7 separate regions of the Mus musculus genome follow, and regions 2, 3, 4, 5, 6 and 7 are each linked to region 1. A link is a contact called in public HiCAR-type, HiChIP or PLAC-seq and promoter capture Hi-C data. All regions are on one chromosome and are shown on one strand. Each heading gives the region's core, a stretch centred on a gene start, on an enhancer-like site or on the middle of the called end of the contact. The rest is flanking DNA. Distances are from core to core; before and after follow the strand shown.

What was found. Promoter capture Hi-C pulls out the DNA fragments that hold promoters and counts their contacts. HiCAR-type assays count read pairs that join an accessible place to other places. HiChIP or PLAC-seq counts read pairs in DNA pulled down with a chosen protein or histone mark. Capture Hi-C pulls out chosen DNA fragments and counts their contacts.
Region 2: a promoter capture Hi-C map of liver shows a contact between it and region 1, with 6 times the contacts expected there. The contact joins the promoter of C030037D09Rik here to the promoter of Mtmr4 in region 1. A contact is called at or near these places in 7 of 39 promoter capture datasets (the HPC-7 cell line, hematopoietic stem and progenitor cells, hippocampal neurons and 3 more), 1 of 484 Hi-C or Micro-C datasets (CD4 T cells), 1 of 115 datasets of contacts at active chromatin or transcription factors (stem cell-derived neural progenitor cells) and 1 of 9 other capture datasets (adipose tissue).
Region 3: a contact with region 1 is called in an H3K27ac HiChIP or PLAC-seq map of bone marrow-derived dendritic cells, with 7 times the contacts expected there. The contact joins the promoter of Akap1 here to the promoter of Mtmr4 in region 1. A contact is called at or near these places in 3 of 39 promoter capture datasets (hippocampal neurons, liver and pre-B cells) and 2 of 115 datasets of contacts at active chromatin or transcription factors (bone marrow-derived dendritic cells and pancreatic cancer cells).
Region 4: a contact with region 1 is called in a HiCAR-type map of astrocytes, with 3 times the contacts expected there. The contact joins the promoter of Scpep1 here to the promoter of Mtmr4 in region 1. A contact is called at or near these places in 2 of 39 promoter capture datasets (the HPC-7 cell line and hippocampal neurons) and 2 of 115 datasets of contacts at active chromatin or transcription factors (astrocytes and double positive thymocytes).
Region 5: a promoter capture Hi-C map of pre-B cells shows a contact between it and region 1, with 4 times the contacts expected there. The contact joins the promoter of Med13 here to the promoter of Mtmr4 in region 1. A contact is called at or near these places in 2 of 39 promoter capture datasets (liver and pre-B cells), 1 of 484 Hi-C or Micro-C datasets (CD4 T cells) and 1 of 9 other capture datasets (liver).
Region 6: a contact with region 1 is called in a HiCAR-type map of astrocytes, with 2.2 times the contacts expected there. The contact joins the promoter of Coil here to the promoter of Mtmr4 in region 1. A contact is called at or near these places in 1 of 39 promoter capture datasets (the HPC-7 cell line), 2 of 115 datasets of contacts at active chromatin or transcription factors (astrocytes and double positive thymocytes) and 1 of 9 other capture datasets (liver).
Region 7: a contact with region 1 is called in a promoter capture Hi-C map of liver, with 2.2 times the contacts expected there. The contact joins the promoter of Rnft1 here to the promoter of Mtmr4 in region 1. A contact is called at or near these places in 1 of 39 promoter capture datasets (liver) and 1 of 9 other capture datasets (liver).

What each region holds. Positions count from the first base shown.
Region 1 is chr11:87,590,842-87,594,135 of GRCm38.p6, reverse strand. Mtmr4 (myotubularin related protein 4) reads right to left here and starts at 1,970. Exons shown (of 19, transcript NM_133215.2): 1 at 1,886-1,970; 2 at 703-747. The coding sequence starts at 705.
Region 2 is chr11:88,717,350-88,720,734 of GRCm38.p6, reverse strand. C030037D09Rik (RIKEN cDNA C030037D09 gene) reads right to left here and starts at 2,092. Exons shown (of 4, transcript NR_038058.1): 1 at 1,718-2,092; 2 at 163-329. It overlaps Msi2 (musashi RNA-binding protein 2), which reads left to right and starts at 2,506. Exons shown (of 14, transcript NM_054043.3): 1 at 2,506-2,706; 2 at 2,990-3,030; 3 at 3,364-3,385. The coding sequence starts at 2,645.
Region 3 is chr11:88,863,015-88,866,132 of GRCm38.p6, reverse strand. It overlaps Akap1 (A kinase (PRKA) anchor protein 1), which reads left to right and starts at 1,547. Exons shown (of 11, transcript NM_001042541.1): 1 at 1,547-1,736. All of the region lies in intron 3 of 4930556N13Rik (RIKEN cDNA 4930556N13 gene), which reads right to left.
Region 4 is chr11:88,953,509-88,957,010 of GRCm38.p6, reverse strand. It overlaps Scpep1 (serine carboxypeptidase 1), which reads left to right and starts at 1,569. Exons shown (of 13, transcript NM_029023.3): 1 at 1,569-1,717. The coding sequence starts at 1,642.
Region 5 is chr11:86,355,825-86,358,936 of GRCm38.p6, reverse strand. Med13 (mediator complex subunit 13) reads left to right here and starts at 1,341. Exons shown (of 30, transcript NM_001080931.2): 1 at 1,341-1,477. The coding sequence starts at 1,412.
Region 6 is chr11:88,971,662-88,975,239 of GRCm38.p6, reverse strand. It overlaps Coil (coilin), which reads right to left and starts at 1,305. Exons shown (of 7, transcript NM_016706.2): 1 at 1,038-1,305. The coding sequence starts at 1,291. It also overlaps the pseudogene 2210409E12Rik.
Region 7 is chr11:86,482,738-86,486,260 of GRCm38.p6, reverse strand. It overlaps Rnft1 (ring finger protein, transmembrane 1), which reads right to left and starts at 1,604. Exons shown (of 9, transcript NM_029788.5): 1 at 1,462-1,604; 2 at 1-200. The coding sequence starts at 149.

The DNA of each region.
Region 1 (3,294 bases), core at 721-3,220:
GTTCAGGGATCTTATTTAAACACAAAACCAAAAAACCATGGAGTCTTTTCTGGAACTCACTACATAAGACTTGGCTGACGTCACTGAGAATCACCTTTCTCTGTCCCCAACTGATGTGATTAGAAGCCTGTGCCACCACGCCCTGAAGTTCAGGAATCTCAGATAAGAAAGACTTGTTTTCTTAAACCAGAATATGCATAGTTTTAACCGGGGATCCAAGTAAGAGGCGATATAGCGGTTTGTTAGAAGGGACGGCCTAACACCGAGAAAAACTACAAGCTGCTGAGCCCAGTGCTATATAGTGCCCGATATATATTTTTTTCAATCCTAAGAAACCATAAGCTAGATACATAGCTCAGTGTTAGAGTACTTGCCTATCATGTACAAGGCCCCACACTGCATTCACCTGCAATCTTAACACTTAGGAGATGGAGGGAGAAAGAGGGATTGCCCACAAGTTCAAGGCTGGCATGGGCTACATGTCTAGTACCAGGCTAACCAAAACTCTACAGCAAGAACCTGTCTCAAAACAACACTGCCCATCCAAAAAAAAAAAAAAAAAAAAGCATCAGGGCAAATGAGCCTGTTTAGGAAGTGAACAGAGTAACCAGGGGCACTAGGGCCAAGAGAGGTGGGGCAGCTTCCCTGAGTCAGACTGGAGGATGAGACACACAGTGGTATGAGGGAAAAGGAGCTACTCACCATTCTACCTTGGCGAGGGTCCTGGCTGCCTGCTCCTGCTCGTCACTAAAGGAGACAGAACACAAGAGGAAAGTGCACGGTCATTAACATCACCATAGAATCAACGATTGTCACACGGGTCTACCCCTGAACTTCTCTGCAACTCATTTTCCTCCACCACAGAGGATCCGGCGTCTCAAAAAGTCACCACACCAGTCAGGCAATGGAAGAAGCAACAAGTGACCCTGCCCGGTGAGAATTCCACCACAAAAGTTCCTGAGCAAGGCTAAGTATCATCCTAGCTTACTCAGCAGAACTCAAACGTTCTGATCCCCACACCCAGCAGTAGAGCACTCCAAACCCTGCTCTCTACAAAAGAGAAGAAATTCCAACTCTGAAGAGACAAAGACTGCCCAACTGGGACTCACTTTTGGCCCTGGTAGGGGCATGAATCCACAGGGCAGTTCGGCCAGTCTCTGAGTCTAGGAGTAGCACCCACCTGACCTGTTACTGGGGGCAGAGTCCAGAGCAGAGGACAAGAGGGAGAGGACCACAACCTGTGATAAAAGAGCAGCAGGGTTGGCCCGGTCCTGCTGAGCATACTTGAGACCAAGTAGGTGAAGGTTTGAGGGAGGAGGCCACACAACAGGAGCAGAATTAGGCCAGTCCGGCCTGGGAGACAACATCTGTCAAATGGGTCGAATTAACAAGGATTTCAAGTTAAGGCCTCCTGGGCCCACTTAGGGAGCCAGGTCTGAATTTCACCGACACTCCTTCATGTTTGGTATGCTCGAGGGGTGTGCAGCAGAGCCCCATAGGAGGCTACGGCGATTAAAGCCTCCATTGTGATCCTACCAACCTTCCCTCCCTCACGGGGGAGCCCGCAAGCGGCCAGCCGGAGGTGCTGCCTCACGGCTCCCTGGCTCGCGGCCTGAGAAACAGAGAGAGGAAGGGAGCGACAAGGACCAGGCCTAGGAGGCCCAGGGTTCTCACAGTTAGGGACTCTGGTCTTAGGGTGGGGGGTGGGGGAGGATGGGCTAAGCAGCCAGGAGATCCAGGTGCCCAGGTTTTAGGGGCGGGGCCAAGGCCTCGGAGGCGGAGCCCCAAATGACAGAGGGCGGGACTCAAGAGAGCCGGCGAGGGCCGGGCAGGACTTGGTCGTTGTGGTTCCCAGGCTGGCAGTGCACGGGGTACAGTGACTCACCCAGGCGGCGTCCGCCCGACCCTCCAAAGCCGCGCTCTCACCACTTCCGTCTCCCGCAGCTGCTGAGGCCGCGCAGCTCGAACCCCACCACGGTCCCTTGTCCCCAACCAATCGTATCTCTAGCCTCTACCCGCCCTGGCCAATAGCCACGCGAAGTCCCGCCCTGCCTCACCACGCAGCCGCCGCCCTCACTCTCCACGCTGCTCACTGGTCCAGTGGGCAGACGCCCTCTCAGCTTGTAACCTATCCGGCACCCGGAGACCAGACAGTACCCGGAGGGAGGAGGCTTGGCGCCAGAGAGCAGACACGACCAATAGGAAATCACAGCGCGTCCCTCTGGCAGCCAATGGGAGAGGAGTAAGAGGGGTCGCAGCCTAGGGCTCCGGGGACAGGAAGTACGGCCGCCCGTCGCCTACTGGTAGCGCAACTGGGGGGCGGGACATTGCAGGGAATGGTAGCAGTCACTTCCGGTGACGACCCCGCCCGAGAGGTAGTTCGCAAATGACCTCGCGGTGGCTCAGCGTTTTAACCCAGTGGTGTTTCTGTTTTGCTCCAGTAATGCGAGAAAGGAAGGGTAGCATGCCGGCTAGGAAAGGGGAAGGTCCCTTCCCAAACTCTCGGTTCCATCACTCTCGTGTTTCGTCGCCCGGTCGATGGAAAAGAAAATCCTGGATTTTTTTTTTTTTTTTTTGTCTGCGAAAGAGAAGAGCTGGGTTCGGGAACTGCTGAAGCCACAGGAATGGAAAACGTGAAAGACCCTCCTAGAAGGCCTGGGAGGAAGGAGCTCTCGGACTGGCAGCGCTGGCGGTTCCCTTTGCGTATCTGGACTGGTTGTTAACGACCGACCAACCTTGCCGTCCTTCGAGACCTGCATTGCCGCCAGTCCAGAGTCTCTCAGCCAAGAGAGAAAAACTGGGTCTGACTGCCATTAGCTAGCTGCGGCTTCTTAGTCTGTAAAAGGGGTAGAGGGACAAGACTGAAGCGCCTGGAGCCAGCACCGGGACGCAGGTCACCAGTAACGCTGGAGGTCTCCGTGATCCGCGCCACTACTAACCAAACTGAAGTGGCAAAGAGTCCTATTCTCGGCGGATAGTCCGAGTCCTGGAGTGGGTCTAGGCCCTGAGATCCTAGGCTAGTGTCCTCACGTCTTGGTTTCTGAAGTACTTACAGTTACTAAGTCATAGGAAAACAGAAATCTCTCCTGAGTTCACTGTTTTAGTTACAGGGTCTAGAACCCGGGTCTAACCTAGCGCATGCGTGATACTGAGCTCCTTGGAGACTATGGCATTTTGTTTTTCCCTATGTCCCAGCACTCTAATTACAGGACCTTCAGAATTTGTTCAGCACTGTACCACAAGCTTCCTGGAATTTGGAGCTTAATTCTGCATATCTATTTACCCAAATCTGGG
Region 2 (3,385 bases), core at 843-3,342, 1.1 Mb before region 1:
GCCTGGGCCGCATGAGACACCATCTCAACAAAACAACACAATCTGCGAAGGAAAAATAAAACTTGGTGGTGGTGGTGGTGTGGCCAGTGTCAGGATGCTCTCTCCAGTTCAAGGCCTGTCTGGGTTCTTGCATTGCAAGACTCCAACTCCAACAATACCAACCTTAAGAAAAACAGTGCAGTGACGTAGTAGCCTTCTCCTTTAGTCCTTTATCAGTCTCTGGCTTGGACACTGCAGTGCTCGGGGCCCCGCCCCATCAGGTCTCCTCCCAGCTCACCACTTAACAGTTTGTTCAAGTCTCCATCAGGAAGGTAGCCACTGACTTCTGCCTATCGAGGAACAACAAACAGCACACTACAGAGTCAAAGGGCACTGAACCATGGCCAGAGCCCCTTTTAGGTATTAACTGGTTGGGGTGGGAAGGCGGCCTGACAGCCTGGCACCTTTGGGACTCCCATATTCAAGGAAGGAGCCGGGTAAAGAAAGGCCTTTCTAGCTCTGATGATCTGTGGTTCTGCGGTAAAAATCCAAAATATAATCCAATTAGCTGTGTTGCCTGTACTTTGTGATTGAGAATAATCGCAAAAAAACAATTACCATCATAAAAACATGCAGCTCTTTAACACATGGGAACCCAGATGATTCAAAAATCAGTTTGTTTGGAGTGTTGGGAAACAGCAGGGTTTGTGGTCTGAAGTCTTATGAAGTGCCTTCTAAAAATCATATTCACAATTTATAATAAACACAGTCCATGTAAGTACACAATTTTAAAAAGGGACTTTGACATTGTTACATTGTTCACTACAAATGCTCCGCCCATCCATGCTGTCAGAGAGGCACTACCCCAGTTTAGGGGACAGAGAGATTGACAGTCTGACCACTCAAAAGCTTTGGCTGTGTTGAGATTTTTCCAAATGTCTCCAAACCCACAATGGACACGGCATAGTTTTGGTGATGAGTGAATTCCATTGTCTCCTAATCCTATGAAAATTAATGGGAAAGTGTTAATTGTGCATCAATGCATGCTTAACATTAACCCAGGGATTTGATGAACCACAACTTTATGTTGCCCCTCATGCCATATTAACTTGGTTTATTGTAATAATTTAAAACAATAAGGATAATTGTATCCGTACTGTTTTAAATACTCCATAAATTGAATACAGCCTGAATCTGGCCAGCCTGGAATACGAAGTGTGCGATTCCCCCGGGAAGCTACAGTCACCAATCCTTTGGAGTTTACACTTTGCCAGGGGAGAAAGGGAACTTTTACCAAACACCTACTAAGTGTCAGAATCTGTGAGGCTCCTAGTTCCAAAAACTAGGGGTAAGGTGCTTTGTTATCTCCAAGACCTACCGCAGGTCTTGGGAGATAGAGAGCCATTTCACTCCTGGCGCTTACACTCTTTACAGAGGAAGCCCTAGTAACTTTAAACATAAATAAATTAGATAACGGATGAATGGTCGAGGGATTTTCTGAAATAAGCACCTATCTTAACCACCCTCGGGATACTCCCAAACTGCTACTCAATCTCCATGAACATTTGCTTTGAACCCCAATCATTTGACCTTGACCCCTACAAGCCCACTTTATTATATTTTCAAATCGCGGTCTGAGTAAGGCGCAAGCCCTGTCTGGTTGCTTCCTCGCCCCCTGTTATCTATCGCGTCAGTTTCTCAAAGTTCCGAAATAACCTTCGCGGGCACGGCTCCGTACCTCTGGCGGGGAAGGGCGGGGAGCCGTGCAGGACGTGCCAGTGTGGAGCGGGAGCCAGAGAACTTGCCGCGCGAAGGGAAAATAAAACTTGTGGCTGGTGTTCGTGCAGGAGGGTCTCCTCCATCCGCAAGCCCCCCAGATCCCGGGGTTCTCGAGGACTGCCCTGGGAGCGCAGGGTGTGGGTGTGCTCCCGGCGTCCTTGACCTAAATTTCCGCGCGGTGGCTGGAAACGGGGGCACAGAGGCAGGGAGGGCGGCGGGTGCCACCTCCGAATCGGGCGCAGGGCCCCAGGAACTTGAATGAATAGTCCGAACTAGGGGGGCCCGGGGGCGCTGCCGCCTCCCGGCCCAGCGAACAGCCCGGGCCGAGCTCCCCGCGCCTCCCCCTCCCCCACACCCAGCCCATGTGATCTGAGCCGACTCGGGGTGCGCTTCCCGTCTCCCCGCCTGCTTGGCGTGGCCAACCCCCCCACTCGAGTCGCGGGGCTCGCGCGCCGCCCCTGATGGGTCCCGCTGCCGCGGGGGGCCGAGCGTGTGCGCGCGCGGACAGGCGGGGGACCGAACGGGGTGCGTGACGTCACCGCATTGGTTACACGACGTTCTAGAACTCCGCCCCACGTGCGCGGGGAGGAGGGGGAGGAGGAGGAGGAGATGGGGGTGGGGAGGAGGAGGGGGAGAGGTGGGGATGGGCCGGGGGGGCGGGGACGGGGGGTGTGCGAGGCGGCGGGGCTGAGCTGAGCCGAGCCCACGTGTGACGGGCTCTCGCCGCTGGCCCGGCTCGGCGCTCGCGGAGCTTCGCAGCCGCCGGGCGGGGGGAGGAGGCGGGGGAGGAGGGACGGAGATCTGGGGCTCGGAGCCGGCCGCCGCTGCGCTCCGCTTCGCTGTGGGGCTCGGTGTGTCGGGGGTGGGGGGGCGGGGGGGCTCCGCTATGGAGGCAAATGGGAGCCCAGGCACCTCGGGCAGCGCCAACGACTCCCAGCACGACCCCGGGTAAGTTTCCAGCCGCTGCCCACCGCGCCGCCGCGGGCTCGTTCGGGGCTGTGCGGGCGACGGTGCGGAGCGGGGCATTCGCGCGCCCCCCGCGCCCCCGCGCGCACCCTTGGGGCACTCGCGCACCTTGGGGTGGCGTGGGGCCGCCACCTTCTCCCCCAGCCCACCTCCAGGCTCGCGCTCGCCCGCTCCCCCCCAGCTTTCCTTTTAGCTTTTGTAAGTTACACGTCAAAATGGCCGATCTGACATCGGTGCTCACTTCGGTTATGTTTTCTCCCTCTAGTAAAATGTTTATCGGTGGACTGAGCTGGCAGACCTCACCAGGTAAGGGAGGGAGGGGGGGACGCCTGGGTCCCCCCCTTCTTGGCTTCTTTATTGCTCTTTGTTATCCCAGTGTAAGAGCCCCCCCACCCCGCCATTGGCTCCCCACTTCTCCTGTGCAAGGTTATTTTTTTAAATAGCAAATCCTTTCCGAGCCCTCTACGCGACCTCTGTTGCTGAATTTCCCCCTCGTGTGCAAAAATATTGCAAAAACAAAACAGAATAACAACAGAAAACTACTTTTGCTTTTTGTCCTTGATCAAAAAATTGCATTGCTCCCCCCTCCACACCTTCTCCCACCCCCCCATCTCTCTCTCTCTCCCTCTCTCTCTACAGATAGCCTTAGAGACTATTTTAG
Region 3 (3,118 bases), core at 298-2,797, 1.3 Mb before region 1:
TGGTAGAGAGATGGTTCCGTGGCAAGAGCACCATCCAATTTTCCAGAGGACCAGAGTTCAGTCCCCAGCCTCCTGTGGAGGCTTTAAACTGGTCTGGAACTCCAGTTCAAGAGGCTCCAACATCCTCTTCTGGCCGTCACAAGCACCAGGGACCCGAATGATAAATATACATGTATGCAGCTAACACTCATATGCATAAAAATAATCTTTAAAAACAATTTGGGCTGTGTACTTTGAGATCTCAACTCTGTAGCCCAGGGTGCTTTGAAATTGTGGTAATCTTCCCTCAGCTTTCCAAGTGCTGGCTCAAGAAATAAATGAAGCCGGGCGTGGTGGCGCACGCCTTTAATCCCAGCACTTGGGAGGCAGAGGCAGGTGGATTTCTGAGTTCGAGGCCAGCCTGGTCTACAAAGTGAGTTCCAGGACAGCCAGGGCTGCACAGAGAAACCCTGTCTCGAAAAACCAAAAAAAAAAAAAAAAAAAAAAAAGAAAAAGAAATAAATGAGTTAGACAGTAGATACTCAAAATTATATTCAGTATGCATAGTCTCTTTTTAAAACTTAAAATTCACATTTGATCACCAGTGAAGATTTTTCCCAAGTAATGGTTGGTTCTTAGTATGGTACCTTTCCTATATTTCGTTCAAAAAATGTGCACTGAAAGTGCCCTGTAATGCCAACACTTAGGGAGGTGGAGGCAGGAGGATCAGGAGTTCAAGGTCAACCTAGAACTTCCCAGCTTGAGGCCGTGAGACATGAGACACAGTCTCAGAATATCAAAATAAATAAGCAAGTAAAGGAAAGTGCCTAGGTTTTAAGGATCAGAGCTGGGCTGGTTGGCAAGTGGAACCTCCGTCGGATACAATTATCTGCAGGTAGTTTGGTTTTCTCAAGTCGTTGGGGGAGGCAGTGACTCATGGTGACCATTTCTTCGAAGGCAAACTTTGCAAAACCCCAGATCATTTAGAGAAAAGCCCCTTCGACATCACTAAAGTTGCGAAAATGAGAAATCAACTTGCCCTTGAGGGCTACACAGTATCCACATTACTGATCAACCAATGGCCACCTATTATACTCGAAAAGCTATGCTATGCTCGCAAGGTTACGGGAAAGCCAGATTCCTAGGCAAGGGGAACAATGTAGCATCGTCCCTCACCAGCCTCAGCAACCTTTTCCAGGAGAGGCACCATCCCAAGGCAGGAACCTGCCTGACACCTCTCCCCGGAGAAGAAGCAGAGACCCCGTGCGAGCCAAGTTCATTGTGCCGAGCACTCAGACACCAGGAACCCACCCCAGCCCGAGTGTGGGACGTAGGGGCCATCTCCCATGCCCGCCGTGAATATTGTTACTCTCGCGAGAGCGCCAGCAAGGCGGGCCCGTACAGCTCCGGGATGTCAGCGGAGAGCTCCTGACCGCGCCCCTCTTGGCGCAGCTGGGAGAGAGGCGCGCGCAAGTCGGGGGAGGGAGCGGCCGATGGCGCGCACGCGCAGGAGAGCGAGCGGGCGAGGGGGGCACGCCAGGGAGCCGAGGGCGAGGGGCGGGGCCTTGCGTCGCGCCGCGGGCACGTCGTTGCGCGTCCTCAGTATTTAATGTCTCTGTGTTCGCCCGGCCTGGGCTAGCACGTGGGGGAGCGGCCGAAGCGCCGTGCAGCGCTGCGGGGCAGGGCCGCTGGACTAGGTGGGGGGCCAGGGGGCGGTGGCGGGAGGATTGAGTGCCTAGACGGTCGCCCAGGAGCAGGTAAGTGACGGCTGGCACGGGCACCCGCCCGCCGGGCCCGGAGAGAGAACGAGTTGGGGTGATGGGGAGCCTGGGGTGCAGGTGCAGGGTGCGACGCGCGCGCCAGGTACTCCGGGGACCGAGAGCCTTGTGCACCGCGCCTGCTGTCAAGCGGGCGGGTCTGTGCCTTGATGACCCGCGCGCCCCGCTGGTCTTTCCCGGTCCCAGGGCTGCTGCTGACAGATCGCGTGCGCTGAGCTCGGGGCGCTGCTTTAAGCCGCTGCTTTCCCCTCCCATCCCCCCTCACGTCACTGGCCTCTAGGATGGAGGTGAGGGCGCAATTCCCCGGGCGCTCCGGTGCGCCTCAACTTTCCCAATGCTGGCTCACCCTTCTGGGTAGCCTGCCCGAGCGCGTCCCAACCAAGGTCGTCTAGTCTCGCTAGCGTTTACTTTTCAAAGGTCGTGTGTACCCAGTTTACGCGTGGAGAGGAGGCACTGGGGCGGTCTCTGCCAAGGACCCAGTGCCCAAGGCGGGAGAGGAGGTCCTTGGGGACCCCTTCCCTTCCTAACTTTCTAACTGCTGGGCCCAGTTGACTCTGGGTTGGCCCGGCAGTGGTGGCAAACCGGAGCAGGAAGACACAATTCCTGGAGTTCAGTGCCGCGAATTATTGGAGCGGACTCTGCCGTTGTAGCGGGGAGAATGGGATGCAAGACAGGTCCCAAACCTTTTGGCGGTGGAGAGACCATAAGACCAATTAGGATCCGGAGGTCGTGAGCTTGGGTGTCCGAAGGGAATTAGAGTTTGTGGCCCCATAAGCATGTCCTAAGAGGTGGGAGACCTCTAGCTAGAGGTGCCCGCTGACTTCTTGCGGGGGTGGGGAGGTCCAGGGTCACGTGTCGCGCCCCACCTTTCTTTCCGTCCCAGGACAGTGATCTGGAGGGACTTTGCAGGGGTCATGGGGGGACTTTGCCAGGGTTATAGGTAAAAACCTGCGTAGAGAAGCCTCCATACGCGTAAAGGAGCCTACATTCTGGTGTCAACTACTGCTGTGTCCTATCTTTTCCTGTTTCCTTTCTCCGGGAGGGAAGGTGCTGATAGTCAGGGGCTGTGCAGAAGGGACCTCTGAGACGCCCTGTGCCTAACCGGACCTTTTCCCTCCGGGAAATGCCTCGAGCAACTAGTACCTTTCCACCCTTGGGCTGTGGTTAACACAAACCCGGTGGACTTCGCTCCAGGTGAGAGTGGAGGCTTCTCAAACCGGTAAGGTCGGGTGTATGTGTAGGGCAATTAGTAAGGTTTAAACTGCCTATCTTTCCGCTATTGAAGTCGAGGCTGCTTGGGGTTTAAATTTAACGCCTGCAGTGACAACAGGGTTGCTGGACCTAATGTAACCATCTCGGTT
Region 4 (3,502 bases), core at 320-2,819, 1.4 Mb before region 1:
GACACAGGATACGCACTACACTTTCTAGAAGCTATAAAATCTACAGGTTGCAAAGAAAAACATTTCTGCTGATGCATAGGAGGCATGGGGGAGGATAAAAACCTGAGTCAGGGACACATTCTTTGTTCTTGCTTTCTTTTGTGAGTTTGTTATCTTAAAACAAAGTTTGCAGAGACAAAAGTCACTTCCAGGTAGCTCTTGCTGTTGCTTGGCTCTGTGAGGTGACTCAGTACCCCTAAAATATTCCGTAAAATAAAAATTTATCTTCAGACAGACATATCATACACACACACCTCTGCAGTCCATGTTTTCTTCAAATTCCTCTCCACAAGCCCTTGATACCTTCTTTTAAATAACTGCTTTGAAGATAGTATATCACACACAGTGATGTTGACCATGCTATCAAGAGAGAAAAAGTCCACTTTTTTTTTGCTGTGTTTAAAATACATAACCAAAAGTTATAGGATCTATATAGTAATTTTTTATGAATTACTAGTATATTAATGACACATGTGATTTGATAATAATATTTTCGATTCACTTTATCTATGTGAGCGTTTTGCCTGCAGGCTTATATATGCATCATATGTATGCTTGAGGAAGTGCCAGATCCCCTGGATCATGAGATGTGGAGTTCTGAATCTGTACGCCACCATGTGGGTCTTGGGAACCAAACTTGGGTCCTTTGGAAGAGCAACAATGCCCTTAACCCCTGAGCCACCACTTCAAAGTAATGGGTTTCTGAAAATAGAATCTAGACTCTTTCTTTCTCTCTTCTTTTCTTTCTTTCTTTCTTTCTTTCTTTCTCTCTCTCTCTCTCTCTCTCTCTCTCTCTCTCTCTCTTTTTCTTTCTTTCTTTCTGTTTTTTTTTTTTTTTTTTTTTTTTTTTTTTTTTGAGACAGGGTTTCTCTGTGTAGCCCTGGCTGTCCTTGAACTCACTCTGTAAACCAGGCTGGCTTGGAACTCAGAAATCCACCTGACTTTGCCTCCCAAGAGCTGAAATTAAAGGTGTGCGCCACCACTGCCCAGCTCTAGTCTTAAAAGACCTGCTGGTTCGTGCTTTAATCTGACTTCATCTTTTCAGATGCAATTTTTTAAAATTCTAGGCCTGAGACTATGGAGATGGCTCAGTAATTTAAGAGCACTTGTTGGTTTTCCAGAGGACTCAAATTCAGTTCCCAGCATCTGCACCGGCCACTCAAAAAGCCCTGTAACCCTAGCTCCAGAGAAACCCACTCCTTCTGCATAAACCCACACATGTGGCATATACATTCATACACACATATGCACATAAAATAATAAAAACAAGTCTTAAAAGATAAAACATAAGCCTTTTGTCGGAGAAGACAAACACGGGCCGGGCTGAGGGGATGGTGGTTATCCAGTTGTAGTTTTCTCAATTCTTCCCTACTTAGTAACCAAGGTCAGATGACATATTAACTGCCTCCTTTGTAGCACCTCCCTCGAGAGCCCTTTGTAGGAGGTCCTGGGTGGGTCCGACCGGCAGAGGGAGCGCGGAATCCTTAGGAGTGTCAGGGCCCACTTAGGCTCCGCCCCTGACTCCGCCCAGTCCCCGCGCAAGCCGTCACGCGATGGCCTTTGGCTCCTGCCTGTTGCTGATGTTGCGGCGGGGTTTTCATCATGGAGCTCTCGCGGCGGATCTGTCTCGTGCGACTGTGGCTGCTGCTCCTATCGTTCTTACTGGGCTTCAGCGCGGGTAGGTTCGTGAGAAAGACGCACCAACGGTGGGTGCCTCCTTCTCGAATTTGTTGATGCGTTCGCGTTTTTCTTTTTCTTTTTTTTAAAACACATTTCTTTCTCCCGCTTCTTCCCTTGAGAAATTTATATTGTTTCTGAACCTCTTAATTTTTATTTGTGTCTTAATTCAAAGTGCCTTTTCCTGCCCCTTCCTGATGCAGGGTGATTCCTGGAGATGGAAGTGTTTGTACAGAAACGTATGGTTTCAGGAAATTGCTGATGAGTGAGACTTCACGGTCTAAAGGCCACCTCCCCTTTCTCCTGTGGTTAGCTGCCTAGTGACGTTTTAGGGTCATTTGATTGAGCTGAGATTGGAGGCCAAAGAGACCTCTACAAATCCTTGCTTTGAAACAAAGCCTGCCACCTCTGCTGGTTTAGAAGAGACAAAATATCAGCTGACTGCTCTGGCCTATTTTTGGGCAAAAAAGAATTTTGTTTTGTGGAATGACTTGCAAATTGGCACATTTTCTTTCTTTCTTTTCTTCTCGTTTTTTTCCTTTTTTTCTTTTTGTTTGTTTTTCCAGACAGGTTTTTTTCTGTGTAGCCTTGGCTGTCCTGGAACTCTCTCCATAGACTAGGCTGGCCTCGGACTCTTACCTACCAAGTGTCTGGATTAACTCTCACTTTATTAAAGGAAAAAAATATATTTTGTCTTGCCTCCATGTCTGTCTGTGTACTACTTGTATGCCTGGTGCTCTGAGAAGTCAGAAGAGGGCTTTGGATCTCAGGAAAGCGAAGGTACAGAAGTTGTGAGCTGCCATGTGAATTCTGGGAATTAAACCCAGGTCCTCTGGAAGAGCAAGACAGTGAGAAAGTGATCTTACCAGCTGAGCCATCTTTCCAGCCTTTTAATTTAATTTCTTTCTTTCTTTCTTTCTTTTTTAATTTGTTTTGTGAGTGTCAAAGGGTGTGTGTGTGTGTGTGTAGTCAGAGGACAACACGGAGAAGTCAGTTTTTCTATGATGTAGCTCCCTGTGACTGAACTAAGGGTGCCAGGCTTGGTGGCCACTGTCTTTTATCTCCTGAGTCATCTCACCACCCCTGATTTTCAGTCTTTTTTTTTTTTTCAAAGATTTATTTATTTTATGTATATGAGTACACTGTAGCTGTGCAGATAGTTGTGAGCCATCGTGTGGTTGTTGGGAATTGAACTCAGGACCTCTGCTCGCTCCATCCAGCCCTGTTCACCCCATCCCAAAGATTTATTTATTATTATATGTAAGTACACTGTAGCTGTCTTTAGACACGCCAGAAGAGGGTGTCAGATCTCATTACAGATGGTTGTGAGCCATCACTTTCAGCACTTGGGACTTGAACTCAGGACCTCTGGAAGAGCAGTCAGTGCGCTTAACCACTGAGCCACCTCTTCAGCCCCACCCCTTATGTTTTAACAGGAGTTTGTACCAGGGAAGGGAGAAAAACACCAGGGTTTACATTATGAGGGACTTGAGCCTTATCAGTCATTTCCAAGGGAACTCTAATTTCATGTTATTTTATAGATACAGCCACACCCGTAATTTTTCAGCCTGTTTTTCCTTAGATGCATCCCCACCCTGACATTGCGTACATGTGTGCATGTGTGTGTGTGTGTGTATAGATATGGAGGTCAGAAGAGAACCCCATGTGTTGACCCTCAGGAATTATCTACCTTCTTTTTTGAAAGACAATAATTTTCTCTGGTCTGCAACACCAAGTAGGCCAGACTGGCTGACCAGAAAGCCCCAGAATTCCCCTGCCTCCAGCC
Region 5 (3,112 bases), core at 92-2,591, 1.2 Mb after region 1:
TCATATAACAAACATAACATTTGTTTTCCTCATTTTACAGATGAGGAAACTGAGTCACAAAGAGGTAAAAGACTGGCTCCAGCTTCGAATCCTGAACAGCAGGACTTTATTTCTAGTTCATTAACCACAAGACCATATCGTTTCATTTTTTTTACCTCTTTATTATAACTTAAAAAGAGAGGGCGAGGCTGGTGTCTATCCAGCTCTCATTCTTTAGCCCTAGAGTTCTGCGATGTACCCCGGCGGCCTTATGGAGTGAATGAGAATGCATTGGAACGTCTTTCTTTTTCTTTTCTTTTTTCTTTTTCTCTCTCTCTCTCTCTTTTTTTTTTTTTTTTGCCAACTTTCTCTTCCAAAGAATTTGAACTGATTTCCAAGTAATTCTCGATTTTGAAGTGAACCTTCCTGCGCTGCTGCACTTTCCCCAGCCAGCAGAAAGCTAGGGCCAAGACTCGGGTCATCTTAACCGGGGCATCCAGCAGATGGCGCCATGTTAGTAGCCACCAGCTGGCCGCCCGGTCCCCGGGGCTCCGAAAGCTTCCCTGCCCTCCCTCACCGCCTTCTCTCTCCCCCCTCCCTACGGAGCCCGGCCCACGTGACCTCGCGGCGGCCAATGGGCGAGCAGAGAGGGCGAGCTGGTCCCTGTGGCCGCCATTAAAGCGAAGGGAAAACCCGTGAATTCGGATTAAAGGGGGAAAAACACCGCCCGCTGGGCCCACAAAATGGGGGAGACTACGGCGTCCAGGCGGTGAGGCGGCAGGAGAGCAGACGTTAGGCAGGCTTGGCCCAGGGACAACACGAGGACACAGCCGGAGAATGGACTGAGCCCACAGACGCCGCCACCACCTCCGCCGCTGAGGAGACTCTGGGCTTAAGGACATCGCCGCTGCCGGGCCGGGGGCCCGGGGTGCTCTGCCGGTCCTCGCCCTTCCCGCCCCTCCGCGGGCGTCCCCGGGCCGCGGAGAACCCTCCCGGGCTTCTGGGCTCGGCCCGCTCGGACTCGGGCTCTGACTATTTATCGTGTACCTGATTGTTATTATTATTTTTTTGTTTTTCGTTTTTTTTTCTCTTTTCTTCTTTTAAATCTTTTTTTATTTTTCTGGTGGAAGGGACAGACATCCCTTCCCCTCCTCTCCGGAGAGGGACGCGCGTCCGCGGGCTCCGCAGTCCCGGCGGCCGGCCGAGCGCGGCGCGGCCCTCCCGCCTGCGGCCTCGGCCCCGGGCGGCTGGGTGCCTCCGGGCGGCGGGGGCCGCGGCGGCGCCGGGGGGCGGCGGGGAGGGCGGGCGGCCCGGCGGCCTCCTCCCCACCGCCCCCCGCCCTCCCCGGTGTCTGTGTTTCTCTCTCTGGTCGGAGGCGGCGGTAATGGCGGATGGTGGGTTGTGGCGCCGGCGGCGGCTGCTGTGAGGGACGATGAGTTCCTCCTTCGTGTCGAACGGGGCCAGCCTGGAAGATTGTCACTGTAACCTCTTCTGCCTGGTGAGTGCGGGGGCCGCGGGCGGTGGGGGAGGGGGCCGCGCCGTGCGCCCTTGGGCCGTGGGGGAGGGGGTCTGGGTCGCATCCAGATGCCGGTGTCCCCCGGCTAGGCCCCGCCGGAGTCGGCCTCCTCCGAGGCTCTGCGGCCGCCCCGGGAGGCAGCGTCCGCTCACCTACCGACCGGGGCTCTGCTGGGAAGAGGCTTGTCTTTCCCCCCACCCCCTCGGTCTTTCTCCTCCTCCTGTCTTGTTTTGGACTCTTTTCCCCATCCTAGTCTTTTCCTTAACTTGGGCTGCTTATCTGCCCGGATAGTAATATTTTCTTGTGTGCTTCTTGCTTCCCCGCCTCCCCGCCCCCCGCCCCTTGTATCGAACAGTGTATCCCTTTTCCACACTTTCCACGATTGCCCCTGCTCGACTGCCTTTAAGCTCGCTTTTCCCTTGTAAGTGGGCTTCTCTTAAACAGGACCCCCCCAAAAACTTACGTATTAAAACCCTCTTCGTTTTGTAAGTTAAACTAATACAGGGGTAGTGTCCTTATGGGTGACTTCAGATCTTTGTGTAAAAACAGTGTGTGCCGGTTCATATGTTTTCTTTTTAAACTTTGAAAACATTTTGCCATTTTGACAATTTCTAGCCATCTTGCTTTTATTAGAACATTATGTTTTTGTGAGAGTGGAGGGGCAAGTGGAGGAGGTACTGTGGTTTCGCACTAAACGTTCTATATTTGTCTGTTTTGCTTACGTTTTAAGAATGTTTTGAGCTGGCTGTTCCTTTTATTGAACTGAAAAGTCTGGGGCAGCTGGAATTAGGGATGTTCTAGTACGTGTATGTAGGTCGGCCCAAATCGGATAACACTCAAGAGTTAAGACTTTTGTCAAAAGTACCAACTGTTGCAAATATCTAGTCCTGAATTAAACGATAGCCGAGCTTCCTGAATGACTAAGTTAGAGTGACTTTTTTCATTTTTCGTGTGCTCTGAGAAATATTAAGTCTATCATAGGTAAGTGAATTAAGTGGGTGGAGCATAACTAGTTGGCAAGCATAAACTGCCAGTCATGTATCAGCAGTTTCATTTTTGGCACCTTATGCTTTCTGTCACTAAGTTAGAATAAGGAATTACTGAATTTCCTTTGTTGAATCTCTTTCACGATGTGGTAAATGGGGATCTTCAGCACACTTACGTCTTACAGATTAGACTGGTTTTCTTGACATGTCCATTAATCAGCATCTCGTCACATGTAGTAAGATGTACAGCAGGTTTAACGTTTCTGTCTTCCCCAACTGGATCTATTTTTGGCACTTTGGGTTTTTTTTTTTTTTTTTTTTTTTGAAGCTAGATTAGCACAAATCTGACAGCTCTTTGGAAGTGGTTCTTTCCTTGGAGCTGTGTGCTTGTGGAGAATTAACAGGCTTTTTTTTTTTTTCCTTAAGAAAAAAAAAATTCAGATGGTTTTCGTATTAGAGCCATGACTTCTTACAAACCTGGAATGAGAGTCTTTACTTTCCAGTTCACCAAGGATCAAATGTGACTGACAGAGAGGACTGTAGGACAGAGGAGGAGGCTAGACTTACTGTGCAGGCTTAGCATCATTGTCTCATTGGTCAGCTCTGGATATGTTGCATTTATTGTAGACTT
Region 6 (3,578 bases), core at 56-2,555, 1.4 Mb before region 1:
GTAGTCGCTCCTGGATACTCACTTCAGTGACAACGATTAAATTCTCCTTCTTGTTGTTTTGAGACAGGTTTCTCTACCCAGCCCTCACGAGGGTGGCTTCAAATTCAGAGATCTGCCTGCCTCTGCCTTCTGAGAGTTAGGATACAAGGTGTACGCCACCTCCACTCGGGCCTCTCTCTCTCTCTCTCTCTCTCTCTCTCTCTGTCTCACATTTGTTTCTTTTGTTTTCCAAGACAGGGTTTCTCTGTGTAGCCCTGGCTGTCCTGGAACTCACTCTGCAGACTAGGCTGACCTCAAACTCAGAAATCCACCTGCCTCTGCCTCCCGACTACTGAGAGTAAAGGCGAGCGCCACCACGCCCAGCCTGATTTTACCTTTTTTCTTTTTTAAACAGCTCTCACATATGCCAGGCTGACCTATGTAGCCAAGGATACTTTGAACTCCTGATCCTCCTGTCTGTCTTCACCTCCTCAGTGCAGGGATTCCTGGTTAGCCAGCTGGGAATCAAATCTAGGGCTTTGAGATGCAAGCAGTCAAGCTACTGAAACACACAGCCTTCTGTGTGACACGTGAAACGCATTCCGATACCAATTGGATGGGACCCAATGACACCTGAATGAGACACAGAAATCCACCAGAAGTGGACACTGCCAAGGCGCTAAGGTGGGCCATTCCATACATTACTCAGAAAACATCTCTGCTTCCTGCCTGCAAGTGCAGCCCAGAGAAGGCGGGTCTGTGGCATATTTGCGCCATGCACACTGCACACAGAGCCTGGCAGAGTGAGTACTGGCCCTGCTCTTGAGCACCGGAGCTGCTCCAAGTTTAGTCCCCCTGAAATGAGAAGCGTCCCGGGGAACCCGGGGAAGGATGCTCCATCCTGGGCTGGACCACTCAGGATCTCGCGAACCTGCCTTTCCGCAGCTGGCTAGCTCGCTACCCGGATCCTGCATCCTGCGGTCCAGCAAGCGCCCCCCACCCGCACCCGCACCCCGAGCCGCGCGCCCCCACCCCCACCCCCGCGCGCTCCCGCGCACCTGAGGCTGTCGTTGTCTCTCACCAGGCGCGCGCTCTCGGCAGGGGGCAGCAGCCCCCCTTCCAGATAGAGGCCCAGGAGCGCCCCGGAACTGAAGCCGAAGCGCTGGCGGATGAGACTGATGAGATCCGTGACAACTCGACATCTGTTCAGGTCCACCAGAAGCCAGAAGACCGTGCAGTGTGGAGTGGCCGGCGGCGGGTAGTCAAATTGAAGCCGTAGCCTAACCGTCTCGGAGGCTGCCATCTTGCTCATGCTCGACGGAAGCCGAGAGGTTCCAAGGGCTTTCGCAGCGGCGTGGTCCGGCGGCCCGCCCCCAGCAGCAGCTAGCGTGCGCCGCCTGGGGGCGCAAGTAGGTCTGTAAGGCTCCCCTCGCGAGCTCCCCATTCTTTCTCAGGGCTGAACATACATGCAAGTTGACTGTCAGGATAGCTGCTACGATATCGGTTCGTGTAATTAAACAGAAACAAACCAAAAATCTATAAAATTAATAAGCAGCAAGCCTGACTCGAACCCCTGTAATAGGTTTTTACTTTTCTACCAAAAAGGTCAGGAAAGCACCAAATTGTGGTGCGTGTCCAAGCAGAAAATGAGACATTCTCGTGATGCGAGACTTAAAGTTCTCATAAGACTGTTTAAAACTCACACACACACGTCCTTGGGGGCCTCAGGGAGTTCAGTGTGTCCTCTGTCCCTGACCAGATCAAGTGCTTTCCTCATCTTGAGGCAGAACAGTATTCTGAAAGTGTTGACGGTCCAGAGAGTCAGAAAGCTAAATAAATAGGAAGATTTTCTTTAAAAGATTTATTTATTATATATAAGTTACACTGTAGTTGTCTTCAGACACTCCAGGTGGTGCCTAGGTACCCAGAGAAGACACTCAGGAACCACACCATTCACTCCAGAGCCTGCTGTTCCCGACCAGTCCTGCCTGTAGCAGGCCCTATCATCCCAGAGGGAATCATCCCCTACGGACGCCCTGTTCTAGCTTTGTTCCTTTCTCCTCAGGGATGGCTGCTGCTGGCTGCTGGCTGCTGGCCACCTCCAGTCGAGAGGTAGAATACAGTATGACGCGAGAGCAGTATTTGTGCTTTTAGGGTTATTTAATATTTATTTTAAAAGACAGCCAATTTATTTATTTATTTTCAACTAGAGAATGGGTCTCTAGGTCTCTAGGAATTGGCTGTGGGGCCCTCACTGCACATCTTGTTCCTTAGCACTGTTTCCAGAATCCTTCCTCACGTCTGGAAGAGGTGGAGGAAAAGATTAGGGGTGGATCTCCAGGCCTTCAAAGACATCTCCTGTTCTGAAGGCCAGGCCCACTGTGGCTGGGGTCTCTGGCCTTGCTACCTGAAAAGTGAAGCCACATTCCCTCAGAGTTTTCATCTCATCAAGGAGCTGGTTGTCCTTGAACAGCAGCTGCTCCTCAGGAGGCCTCTTCATGATGCCCTCAATGATGCGCTTGAGCTCCCACACCGTGCTTGACTCCTTGGCATCAGTGAAGATGGTGGTCTTCTTGTGTCGGATCACAAGAAACACAAACAACCCTGTGTCTGCTTGTGACTCCATGCACCTCACTGGACCTGAGAAGTGTCAACAACAGACTTTAAGTCTTTTCATTGCTCTGGGGCTGAGTTTCTCTGACCCTGACAGGAAAGGCTGGTTTCAATTGGATATCTGCACCTGCAGGAGGCCTCTTAGGGTGTTGTTAATCTGAATTCATTAGTCTAATGCTGGTCTTTGCCCCACCTTATGCATATTGCAGAGGGCTGAGGCCTTCTGGATTATTTCTAGGAATAAACAAAACAGATTCTAGGAACACCTACCCTATAATCCCTTTCCAAATGCCCTTGCTTACCACAGTTAAGACATCTGACAGTTTGATTTTTTTTCTTAAGACTTTTAGAATTTACTATCAGATTAGCATCATAAATGTGAGATCCAATATCTCTAATCTATTCTATTGGTGCTGATGGTGCCTAATCATCCTTTTGCATTCTGAACTAGCGTTTTCAAAAGCCAAGGATTCAATTAATATTTTTCTGACTTCTCTTTACAACTGAAGTCAATCTTTGCAAAAATCAGGGAAGGCTGCTTTGGGGCCTTGTGTATTTTAAGGAAAAGACTCACACCTTTCTTGGTTCTTCAACCTCATCTCAAGCATTAAAAAGCTGCTAAATGACATAGCATCAAAATGTGATCATCAAATTCAAGCTGCCTTTCTAAATCTTTGTTGTTGTTGTTGTTGTTTGTTGTTGTTTTGTTTTGTTTTTTCAAGACAGGGTTTCTCTGTGTAGCCCTGGCTGTCCTGGAACTCACTTTGTAGACCAGGCTGGCCTCGAACTCAGAAATCCTCCTGCCTCTGCCTCGAGAGTGCTGGAATTAAAGGCGTGCGCCACCATGCCAGGCTGAGGTTGGTTTTCTAATAAGCTTGAGCCAGCCCCTTTCAGTTTCATCATGTGACTGGCAGAGTGGCAAGTTCTTTCCTAAATTCCTCAATCTGTGTCTCACTGGTTTTCCTAGGTCTTTCTAAGGGTTTTTT
Region 7 (3,523 bases), core at 355-2,854, 1.1 Mb after region 1:
TATTCTTTTGGTCCGGAGTTTATTTGGATATGTACATCCCCAGGGTGAAGGGAACCTTCTGTTGATCTTGAATGACCACACGGGGAGGCTGCAGCATCTTCATGTGCAGTGCCCGGAGGATCATGCAGTTGGTTACAGCTGGCTTGCATGGCCCTTGAGTATTTTCTCTCTAAAATGTCTTTGCTTCAGGACTCTTTCTCCTTAAAAGTAAAATCAAAGAGCAGAAAGCATTCTAAGTTAATCACAAGCAGTGCATCGGTTCATTAGGTGTCCTTTGTTCACTAAAGGGGCAGTTGACAGTCACAGACAAGTTTCAGGTCCTTCAATCTTTGCAACTGTCAAAGCTCTGCTGCCCTGCCCCACTCCAACCTCGAAGTCCAACTTGGCAAACCAAGAGTTTTGAACCAGGGGCTACTTAAAGTACAAAGCACTGCAGATGTCTTGATTTTTCAAATGTGCCAAAAGACATCAGCAAAGAGTCAAAGGGGTGCCCAGCAGATACCACAGTGAATAGCAGCACTAATGCTGAATAAGTTGGCTCATGTACTCTGAGGCAGAGTCCACATCAGGAAGTTTGCTAAGGGTGGGTGAGATGGCTGGGTAAGTCAAGACCTTTAATTTGAGTTAAATCCCCTAAACTCATATGGTGGAAGCAATGAACTGACTCCCACAAGTCCTCTGACACACACACTAAATAAATACAATAGATTTTTTTTTACAGATTCATTAATGTTTAGAAGGAAAAAAATCAGTGCCTTAATTAAGCATCAACAAAGATAATAAACACTTCATTTTATGCTGAAACAGCTTCCACAAAGCTAATAAGGTTTTCAGTAATTAATGGTGCCACCGAGAATATTGCTTCTCCTTCCAAAAGAATGTTAGTCAAATGCCTTTGAAAGAGGACCCTTAGGGGGAGTCATCACGTAATTGCTAAGTGATGCTTTAGTCTAAATAAGGAGTTAGCCTCCCGAATAAAAATGCCACCATCGGCTTGGTTAGGGGTGTCAGAAGAGAGGCTGTGGGCAGGGCAAGATCCCTACGTGATCCAGTGTGGATCTCGGACCAGGGTGCCAGAATCGTGCTGTCGCCCGACGAAACGCAGAGCCCACCGCCGGGCCTCTCCCGTTTCCCCCGCGATGGAGCTAGCTGCGGCGGAGGCTGGCTGGCTGAAACCGTGCAGTTACTGTGTGACGTTTCGAAGAGGCTCGGAAGCCACAGCGGCTCTATCGCCTCACTCTCTGAAGAGCGACTTGGGACAGGACAGTTTGTGTCTCTGCTATTAAAAAAGAAACACAAAACCTGCCCTCCTTCATACATAAACAAGAAAAGGGGAAAGGGAGAAAGAAAAGTCAACGCCAACTCTTCCGGAATCCGCGAGGACAGAGTTCTCCACCCACGTCCGAGCTTCGGCTCTTCTCCCCGGAAACCCTCCGCCTCACCCCCTTCCCCAGGCCTGACCTCTCATGACCAGGAGCGGGCGGCCTCGGCAGCCACAATACCAACAGCCCGACACGCGGCCGCAAGCCCTTCTCGCCAAGCCTTCAGCCTCGGACGCCACCAGCAGCGCTCGGCCTGGCCCCGCGGCGGCGCGCGCGCTCCCTAGACGTCGTCACGCGCGGCCCGCCTTCGCCGGGCCACGCCCTCGCCCAGTGGAAGAAGGAGCCTCTAGGCCCCGCCCCGCGCTCATCCCGGCCCCGCCCTTCCCAGCAGAGAAGGGAACCTTTAGGCCCTGTCCCGAGTCCCTAGCCCCGCCTTCACTGGGAGGAGGAGGAGGAGGGCGCATCTAGGCCCCGCCCTGAACATCGTAGACCCGCCCTGTCGCCCTGTGGCCCTGTTGGTGATGTTATACGAGTGGCGTAGTGGCGGACGTGTGTGCTAATTAAGTCTGCGTGGCTGTCACGTCTTGCGTGTATTAGTGATCAGTCACACGCTTCGGAGTCCTTCAGTACTTGAGGTTGAAAATGGGTAGGTCCAGGAACCTGCTCGGCAGCGGGCTGCGTACCGGGAGCCGCGATCTGGCTTCCGGCTGCGTGTTGCTAGCTACGCCAGACCCGCTGGGCTGCCTGGGCAGAGAGGTTGTGTGACCTGGATTCGGGTTCCAAGCCTGAAGTTGAACAGTGTGCCCTAGTTCGTGCCAGAACCGGGTGCCAGAACTGGATATCAGACGCGCCAGGAAGTTTGTGAGGCCCTGGAAGTAGATTTAGAAAACCCCGTGTTGGCGAGCAGGGAACTCGACTTCTAAAATAAAGGCTACTAAAGGGGAAAAAAGATACTACAAGGAAAAAAAAAAAAAACACAGTTCTGGAAAATCTAGGACATCATATGTATAACAGGATTCCTATGATTCTTGAAATTAAGTATTTCATCGGAGGCTGACGTGACTAGGCAAAAGTCTGGCGTTTTGCACACACTTGGCTTTTTGCAGAGACACTTCTGAGTTACGTGTCCAGTAATTTTGTCTTTCTACCTGACTTAAACCTTTCAAATACCTTGTCAAAATCTCCTTAGCCATGAAATTTTGTCTTCCTTTCATAGTAGTATAACTGAATCTACTGGTTTTAGCCTCAGCCCTTCATTCATCTTGAGACTATTCTTAAATTTCTCTCAAGTCAAAAAGCACTTTAAAAAATCCCAATGCTCTTTTGGATCTGCTTCTCTCTGTGACCAGCACATTAGCACTCTCTTTTTTTAAGACTTGGTCCCAAGTAGAACAGGCCTATTTGTGCCTGTGCGTGATGGTGACAGGTAGTGCCTGAACTGGTACGACAGAGGACACTTTTGGGAAATTTTCTCTCCTACCTTTATTTGGGTTCCAGGGAGCCAACTGAGACTGCAAATTTTGTGCACAGCAGAGATCCTATGTGAGTAGTTTTATTTTAAACTAAAATGAACGTATGATAAGCATTAGTGGCTCATGATTGTAATCCTAGAATTTTGAAGACTAAGACAGAAAGATGCTGTGAGTTCCAGGCCAATCTATGATACAGAGTAAAACTCTTTTTTTTTTTTTTTAAAGATTTATTTATTTATTATATGTAAGTACACTGTAGCTGTCTTCAGACACTCCAGAAGAGGGCATCAGATCTTGTTACAGATGGTTGTGAGCCACCACGTGGTTGCTGGGATTTGAACTCTGGACCTTCGGAAGAGCAGTCGGGTGCTCTTACCCACTGAGCCATCTCACCAGCCCCAGAGTAAAACTCTAAATCTCAAAAAATAACATAAATGCAAATTTAGGCAGCAGGAAAATCATGAAATGTCACATAATCACGCCCCAACGACAGCAGAACAACAGTTTGTAAACTTAATATACCTAATGTTCAAATTCCCATTTTATTTTTTTATGTATTTATTTTAGATTCATTTAGTATGTATACAACGTTCTCCCTGTATATATGCCTGCACACCAGAAGAAGGCACCAGATCTCATTACAGATGGTTGTGAGCCACCACATGGTTGCTGGGAATTGAACTCAGGACTTCTGGAAGAGCAGCCAGTGCTGTTAACCTCTGAGCCATC